2 separate regions of the Gossypium hirsutum genome follow, and region 2 is linked to region 1. A link is a contact called in public Hi-C data. All regions are on one chromosome and are shown on one strand. Each heading gives the region's core, a stretch centred on a gene start, on an enhancer-like site or on the middle of the called end of the contact. The rest is flanking DNA. Distances are from core to core; before and after follow the strand shown.

Region 1 (4,187 bases), core at 980-3,479:
AACAATTCCTAAAGATACATCACAAAAGGTAAAACCAACGCAACCTCAATCAAATACTACAAAGCAAAAATACACCATATCAAACAATATTTAGCAAAAACTCAATCCTATGGACACCAAAATTCATCAAAATTCGATCTTTGGATGTCCTCGAATTCTAAAAATACATTAGATAATTGTTGGAGAAAATCTAAGATGATAAAGAGAAGAGGTACTAAAAATGGAATATTAAATTTATATGTACTTCTAGCTTTCTTTCATACTATGACTTCATTACTTACAATCTTTTATATACATGTTTCAGGTAAAAGTATTACGCAAATCTCTGTATTAAGAGTCGAATTGTATTTTGCTCTCTTTACTAAAAAATGAGTAAATTAATCACTATATATTAGATCAAAGAGTAAACTGGTCATTTTGTTAAAAATTTCGTCTATTTCTATGGTTAAAATTAGTCATTGTACGTCAGTATGAGATACACATGACACATCAATGGATGAAATTTTTAATAGAAAGGATTAATTTGCCCTTTAATCTAATATACAGGGACTAATTTTTTTTTTTGAATAGAGAATGTAAATTGCAATCTAACTCTTAATACAGGAACTTCCATGATACTTTTACCAGATGTTTAGAAACATGCATCTTAATTAACATGACTATTTGGTCTAATACATTCATACATCTTAATTAAATGACTACTTCCTAAATACATTCATCTTAATCACCTTAATTAAATACAAAATCTAATGACATCGCAAAAAGTTAAAAAAAACCTCAAATGCAAAAGCAATTATTGACTTAGCACCCATCATCTTGGATAAATGTCGGCTTCATATGATATAAAGACAAATTCAGAAACGCGTGATTCGCTTGAGTTAAAAACAAAAACTTCCAAAGATCAAATGGATGAACAATTCTAAAAACATCAAGGTCAGGATTAACCATACTCGTTTATGAGTTTATTATATTCAGCTTTCAATTTTACTCCAGATTTACAGCAATAACTCGTAACATGCAGCTTGCAACAAGCAAAGTAGCAGTATTTTCTCTAAGAATAGATACAACCAAAGATTAATTTCCACCCTATGTTTGGAAATTGATATTCCTATAAAAGCCATATTCATCCATCTCGAGCAAAAAGGCCAAAGAATCAAAATCCATGGCGTCTTTGCCATTAAGACAAGGATTTACGGTCCAATTCTTAAACATTGCCTCATCAAAGGCTAAGGGCTGCATAAGGTTCTCCTCAAATTCAACATCGCTTTCCTTTAGCTGCTCATTTAACAAATCTGAGCCGCCACCATCACTGTACAACGAATCAATCATTTGGGTTCCATTGTGAGCTTCCACTGTTGCAATATCACCACTCATTTCTTGATTATTATTTGTTGACTTAAGCTGACCATCTCGAAGCTTATCAATTTGTTGAGCTGCAGGTAGCTGTGTTGGGATCCTGACCTTGCTGCTGGACCTAGTGGCTTTAGTTAGAATCACTTTGATTTTGGCTTTCGTAGCCCGGGGTGAACGCAACGGTTCGCAGACTCCAGACTCGGTTGATAGCATTTTTTGTGTAGATTTGCTTGGAGGAGTTCCAATGGATGCTTGAGCTTTGGCTCTCTTTCTCAAAACAGTGTTCCAGTAGTTCTTGATTTCATTATCTGTACGACCCGGTAACCTTCCAGCTATTAACGACCACCTGCACAGCATCACACAATGAGAAGGAACTCTGTACCTCTTAATTTCGATTCCCATTGTAAAAAAGAAGGGGAGAGAGAGATTAAAAACCTGTTTCCAAGAAGATTATGGAGTCTGATAATGAGTTCTTCTTCATCATGGGAGATGTTGCCTCTTTTGATATCTGGTCTAAGATAATTCAGCCATCTAAGTCTGCAACTTTTGCCACATCTTTTCAAGCCTGCATTTTGGGGGATAATAAACCATCCAAAGGCATCAATTGAAAAGCTTAATTACAATAATTTCACTTTGGGGTTTTATATATATATATATATATATATACCAGCTCTCTTGGAGAGGTCGCTCCATTTGCCTTCCCCATGAGTTTTAATATATGATGCAAGTAATTTATCCTCCAATGCAGTCCAAGCTCCTTTGTTGAGTCCTTCCTTGGAGCAAGATGGACTCCTCCCCATATCTCTCATATGTCTCTCTCCCTCTACCTTAAAACCATTAAAATGGAAGAGGACCTTTCCCCTTTTATAGCCCATAGTCTTTGTGTGTGCATATATATATATATATATATATACACAGGGTGGTGAATTGCACTAAGTTATCGCGTCTAATAAGAATTTTAAAATTTTAATAATTTTTTTTTAAAGTGAAGTTTAATTAAAATTTTGGTGAAATTAAATTTTCAAAATTTTGAGAGAGTTTAATTGAAAATTTTTAAATATTTCAAAAAATAAAATCTCAGGAGGCTAAATCCCTCATGCCCTTATAATATATATTAGAAAAATTATGTCTATGATTTTAGTTAACTTTTAGAAAAGAATATTTAATTCTTTAGAGATATTATATAGTTGTTCACTTCATCATATGATTAAAATTTTAATCTCTATCTATAAAATTAAAATACATTTCATGATGAATTTTTTTTTAAAGAGCATCCACAAGACGAAAATTAATCATTATCACCTATCATTAATATTTTGATTATGATAAAAATAATAATATGTAATTAAGTAGCATGGAGAAATGAATAAAGCCTAGTCCATAGGTGTATGATATGTTGCACAGTGAATGGCAAGTGGCACACACGATGAAGTCCCAAATCATTTGTCAATTTTAGGATCTTTTCACAAGCATATTTTGCATTGTAGAATCTCAATCATACCTTTAACTTTCGAATAATTATTATAAATATAATTATTTTAATTTCAAAAGATAGAAAATTAAACTTTATGAAAACATTAACATGGAATACAAATATAGAGTAAAATTAAAAATGAATTTTTCTTATAGGGGCCCCCGAAAATGAAATCAACTGTATGTTGAAATGAGAGAAAGAGATGGGTTCAACTTTATGTCTTCCAACTTTGTTTTATTTCATTAGTTATATTTATTTTTATTATTAAAAATATATATTTTTAACAAAATAATTAAATAATATTTTATATGTACGTCATGTTGATATACAATGAATATTTATTAACAGTAAAAATAGATAAAAATTTTAATAAAAATATTATTTTATTCTTTGATAATTTGAATTTTCTATTTTTTTTTTCATTCTTCTCTTTTATCTTATTGCAGCAACATTCACCATCTCGGTTTTACTTTTTTATGTTTTGCATTTGGACCACTAAGCATATTGATAATGCATGGGGTGGCTCTTATATTTCGAGCAAGTTGCTTTTTTCTAAACAATTATTAAAAGCTTATCAAGCTCTTAATTAATCATTTCTTAGCAGCTTTTTTTTTTCATAAAAATATTATAATCTTTTTTTAAAAAAAACAAGTTACTTTTAAAAGCCTACTACTGTCGGTAAACTCGACAATCATACCACTGCAAAGCAATTGAGATGTGACTATTTAAAAGCTGAAATCTGAAATATGGTTCGTAGGTTTTTAGAAATCTACGGTGGGCTCGAAGAAGAAACTAAAAGGTTAAAAATTTCGGTAAATATTAAAAATTTTAATATTGGAATAACGTTAGAAATTTTTGTATATAAATGAGTTTAAATAACACTGATAGTTACATCATGATGTTGGAATCTGGAAAACAACCTTTTATCTCTCATAATAAAATTATTATTTATTAAGATTATTTAGCATATTATTGAATTTTTTTTTATCGAGTTAAATCTTTGGCTTTTAATTTTGAATACTTTTGAATTTTTTTTTAATTCCATATAACGATTTGGCTGAATTAGGAATATATGTTGAAAATAAGTTAATTTTTTTAAAATATAGGAAAATAGTTTGATTTTAAAAATAAGTTGTGAAAGTGCGTCTAGTTGTTAATTATATAGAAATTTTAACCGTTACCATTAAAAAAAAGCGTGCTTAACTGTATATGTTTTCGTACACTCTTTTCAAAATTAATCTATTTTCTTAAATTTAAAAACAAACGGAGTATTTGACCCAATATTTTTTATTTTCGACATAAAACCATAATTTAGTCTAAAGATTTAGGTTTTGGACTTAGAGCTAGTTTGGCAATGTTT
Region 2 (4,187 bases), core at 924-3,423, 78 kb before region 1:
TTCATGAACAACTTTCCTTCCACATTCAATATTAATTCACATATCAAATATAATTCACAATTTATACAAATATAACTATTATTTACATATAACCTACCTCGGATGCAAAACGACTATTTTTGTAATTTAGTCGATAACTTTCTCTTTTCCCCGATCACTTGCACTATTTCTTCTTTCTTGATCTATATTAACACAATTTAATACATTTTATCAATATTCCATTCAAATACAATTCATACACAACATTTTGACACATTTACATTTTTCCCCATAACTTTTCAAAAATTCCACTTTTGTCCCTAAGCTCGTAAAAATAAAATTCTCTAAATTCTTAAATTTCAAACTTCACTAAATCATATTTCATGCTCATAACGGGCCTCAATTTCACAAAATCACAACTTTATGCACACTTTACCATCTTTCACAATTTAGCCCTTTTTCAACATTTTTCATTGAAATTCATCTAGTAAAACTTGTAATTAACACTTCAAACATTCATTATCTAACATCACTAATCAATTTACAATTATATCATGAATGGGTCAATTTTTAAACTTTAATTTCATTTAAATTAAATAGTAGAAACATGAAATTCAAGCTTCAATAAGCATAAAAATACGAAAATAATTAAAAACGGGGCAAGAAATCACTTACAATTGAGCTTAGGGAAATCAAAACCCTTAACTATGGTAACCTGAAACTTTCGGCAGCAAGCTTCTGATTTTTTTGAAGAAGAAGGACACTTATTTTCTCTTTATTTTGTCTTTTACCCAATTTGGACAAAAATGCCCTTGACCCATTACTTAGATATTTTTCTAGAAATACCCTTTTGTGTCCATAACACTAATTTATGGTCTAATTGCCACATAAACACTTCCAATTTCATGCAATAATTCAATTAAGTCATTTAATCACTAATTAGACACACTTTGCATTTTTCTCAATTTAGTCCTAAAAATTCAATTAAGCACTAAAGCATTAAAATTTCCTATCCATATTTTCACACAATATTTCAATCAATCAGTAACTAATAAAAATTTATAAAATTAAACTATTTCACTTCGGATTTGTGGTTACGAAACCACTATTCCGATTAGGCCCTATTTCGGGCTATCACATTAATAATTATAATTATTAGCTATAAAGAAAACAAAATAAAATACCTACCAAAACGTTCACACTAAAACTCGAACCCAAAACTATGAGGTTCCCTAACACTCTCTCAACCACCAAACCAACAAGCCCATTCTAACACTAAACTACACATATCCACACACATGTGCAACCATCAAAACTTCTAGGTCCAAAATTCGGGGCGTTACAATTTTAAAATTAATTAAAAATTTATATGCGTAAAATAATTTATAAAACATATCACACTAGTCAATTAAGAAATTAAAATTTAAAAATATATAAATATTGGTTATTGTATACTAATACTAACTAAAATATGATATGATATAATGATAATCTTAATGTTGGATCAGAATTTACCAATGACAATGTTAATTGAATTTGTAATGCTTAATTCAACAAAAGCCTTTAAATTATTATTTTTTTGTTGAAGTTATGCCTCTAAATTAGTTTTTGATTAATTTGTTTATTTAAATTTTGATTCTGTTACTTATGTAGATATCTACTATTAGAACTGTTAAAATAAAGTTTCAGTCAATGAAATTGTATCATGTCACCACCCATTAACCATTCAATCGAGGACATAATTAATTTAACCATCAAATTAGTTTCAAAAATATTATCGCGGAGCTAAGTATAAATACCTAAATACACTCTCACCTTAGTTATGGCAATCTTTGCTACTTAAGCTACTGCAACTTTGGTATTTTTTTTATTTTTTTTTTACAATTCTTCATATTTTTACAAGGTATAATAACAGTACTGGAGAAAATAGAGAAGAATTGAGGACCGAAAAGGTGGTGGAAGGCATCGTAGACGAAGGAAGCGTATTGGTCGCTTTCTCCGCCGCTCTCATTGTTTCGGATTGAGCTGCAAGAGGGAATCGCCGTGGCTCCATCGTTGAATTCTGAGCAGTGAAGTTGCCGGGGACCAAACCCAAATTAACGGGTGACAGGCGGAAATACTTACCACTATACTACAACAACAGCACGGTGTCCTAATTGCTACAAAAGTATAATGTAAGAAACTTTGGTGTTTCAAGTGAATTAAGCAAGGCCCAATATTAACACACCGAGGCCTAAAGAAAACCCATGTCCATCAGACCTTAATCACTTAACTAAGTTGTCATCTAGGAACCAAGTTATCAGACCTAACAAGTAGCTATCAAGATCCAATAATCTTACCAAAAAATACCCTGAGCAATTGAAGTCACGAGGTCAACAGAGCAAGTCGAACAAACTAGTGCAGCAATATGGCTAGATAGACAACCAATGACGATACATCAAGCATTCTAAGTGCTAGGTATGAATACTTGGGAACAATCTCGTAAGGATGGAGGGAGTACCTAAAAATGGAATTTTTTTTATTAACTTTTAGGAATTTATAAATTAGTATAATAGTTAAATTGTATTTTTTTTCTCTTTCCCAAAAATTGGTAAAAAATTATTCATTTTTAGTCTCTCTAAAACAATTTTTTGATTTTGCTCTCGAGTCTCTCATCCTACTTACGACACTATTTGTTACATTGCCTTTGAATCTTAACTATTCACCTTTTACAAAGTATTTCTCAAAGTATAAATTCTAACGCTTCAAAATTTACGTGTATCTTGCAAAGGAATGTATAGGCTCCGAATCCGATCTATCGTCTTTCGCCAATGATTTCCGAGCCGATCTATCGTCTTTCGCCAATGATTTCCGAGCTTAAGCAGTTATAAAAAAATCATACCCTTACTGTTTTTTCTTTTTCTTTTTTTCAAGTTTGCATGTTCATTATGGGGTTGGTCCAATCTCATAACATACAAGTCAAAACAATGCTTTCAATTCCATCACTTCGCTAGACGGTTAGGTATTGCATTGTATTATGGTCAAAATATATGCACCCAATTTTCTTGTCTCTAAACCAACTATGTCTTTTCGGATTACCATATAATTGATAGTAATTTGCAGGTCAGTCAAAATTATTGAAGGGTTTTAGCTAACTCCAGCTATAGGGCAATTACAGTAAGTTATATTTAGTCAACTGAATGGTACATATCATGCAAAAAATTTCCATTCAGATGCATCAACTATAGATTTTAGTTATGGTATTTGGTGTTTTTCATATTATTATCCCTGTTATTGCGGTGTATGACTTTGCATTAATACTTTGACTCATCTAAAAATATTGTAAGACATGTTTGTGTTCGATATGGATATGTTTAAATTTTTAAAATTTTTCTTATATTTAATAGATTCTTAGGCCTTTTAAATTTTATAAAAATTTTAATTAGGTCCTCCAAAATTTTGCAAATTATCATTAAACCTATTAAAATTTTTAAAAATTTTAACTAGGCCTTTCAAAATTTTTAGAAATTCTTATTAAGCCCCTCAATTTTTTGAAAAAAATAATTAAACCCTTCAGGGTTTTTTTTAAATTCTTATTAAACCCTCTAAAAGTTTTAATTAAAAAAATTAAAAAAAATCGATTTTTCATATTAATTTTGAGTTTTGAGTTTTGAGTTTTTGGATTTATTTTGATAAAATGGAATTTTATTTTACGACATTTGGACATTATTTGGTGAGTTTTTTTTTGTGAGATAAATATTAAAACTATACATGAACTTTGATTAAATGTACAATGTTATACATGAACTATGATTTCCGTGCAATTTTATACATGAAATTTTAATTTGATTCAATTTTCAAAAATTACTAAGACAATTATTAATATATATATCATTTTACATTTATGTATTGCGTACACAAATAAGTATATTTATATGAAAAGAAAGTGATGTATTTATTTCTTTAAATGGGTATAATAAAATTACAATAAAAATTTCATGCGTATAATTACATCAAATCAATGTTCATGTATCAAATTACAATTGTATACATGCAAGTCGATTCATCAACTCTGATTTGGTACAATTATACATATTTAAATAAATAAATACATCAATTTATTTTTAAATTAGATAAATATAATTATTTGTATATGTAACATATAAACATAAAATTATATTACATCGATAATGGTTCTGTAATTTATCAAAATTAAATAATTAAAATTT

The links. A called contact is a pair of places that touch in the nucleus more often than the background predicts.
Region 2: a contact with region 1 is called in a Hi-C map of leaf, with 2.3 times the contacts expected there. The contact joins the enhancer-like site here to the promoter of LOC107929886 in region 1. A contact is called at or near these places in 3 of 34 Hi-C or Micro-C datasets (fibers and leaf).

The regions. Positions count from the first base shown.
Region 1 is chrA07:2,215,437-2,219,623 of Gossypium_hirsutum_v2.1, reverse strand. LOC107929886 (transcription factor MYB123) reads right to left here and starts at 2,229. Exons shown (of 4, transcript XM_041117145.1): 1 at 2,021-2,229; 2 at 1,789-1,918; 3 at 1,576-1,699; 4 at 935-1,449. The coding sequence starts at 2,228. The coding sequence ends at 1,087.
Region 2 is chrA07:2,293,162-2,297,348 of Gossypium_hirsutum_v2.1, reverse strand. No RefSeq gene overlaps it. Among protein-coding and RNA genes, the nearest start is that of LOC121231970, 3.6 kb to the left of the region's middle. Within about 2 kb of position 2,173, at least 3 of the 9 cell types and tissues checked have an H3K27ac peak or open chromatin away from gene starts, as enhancers often do. A contact at or near this core is called in fibers and leaf, where this site is marked.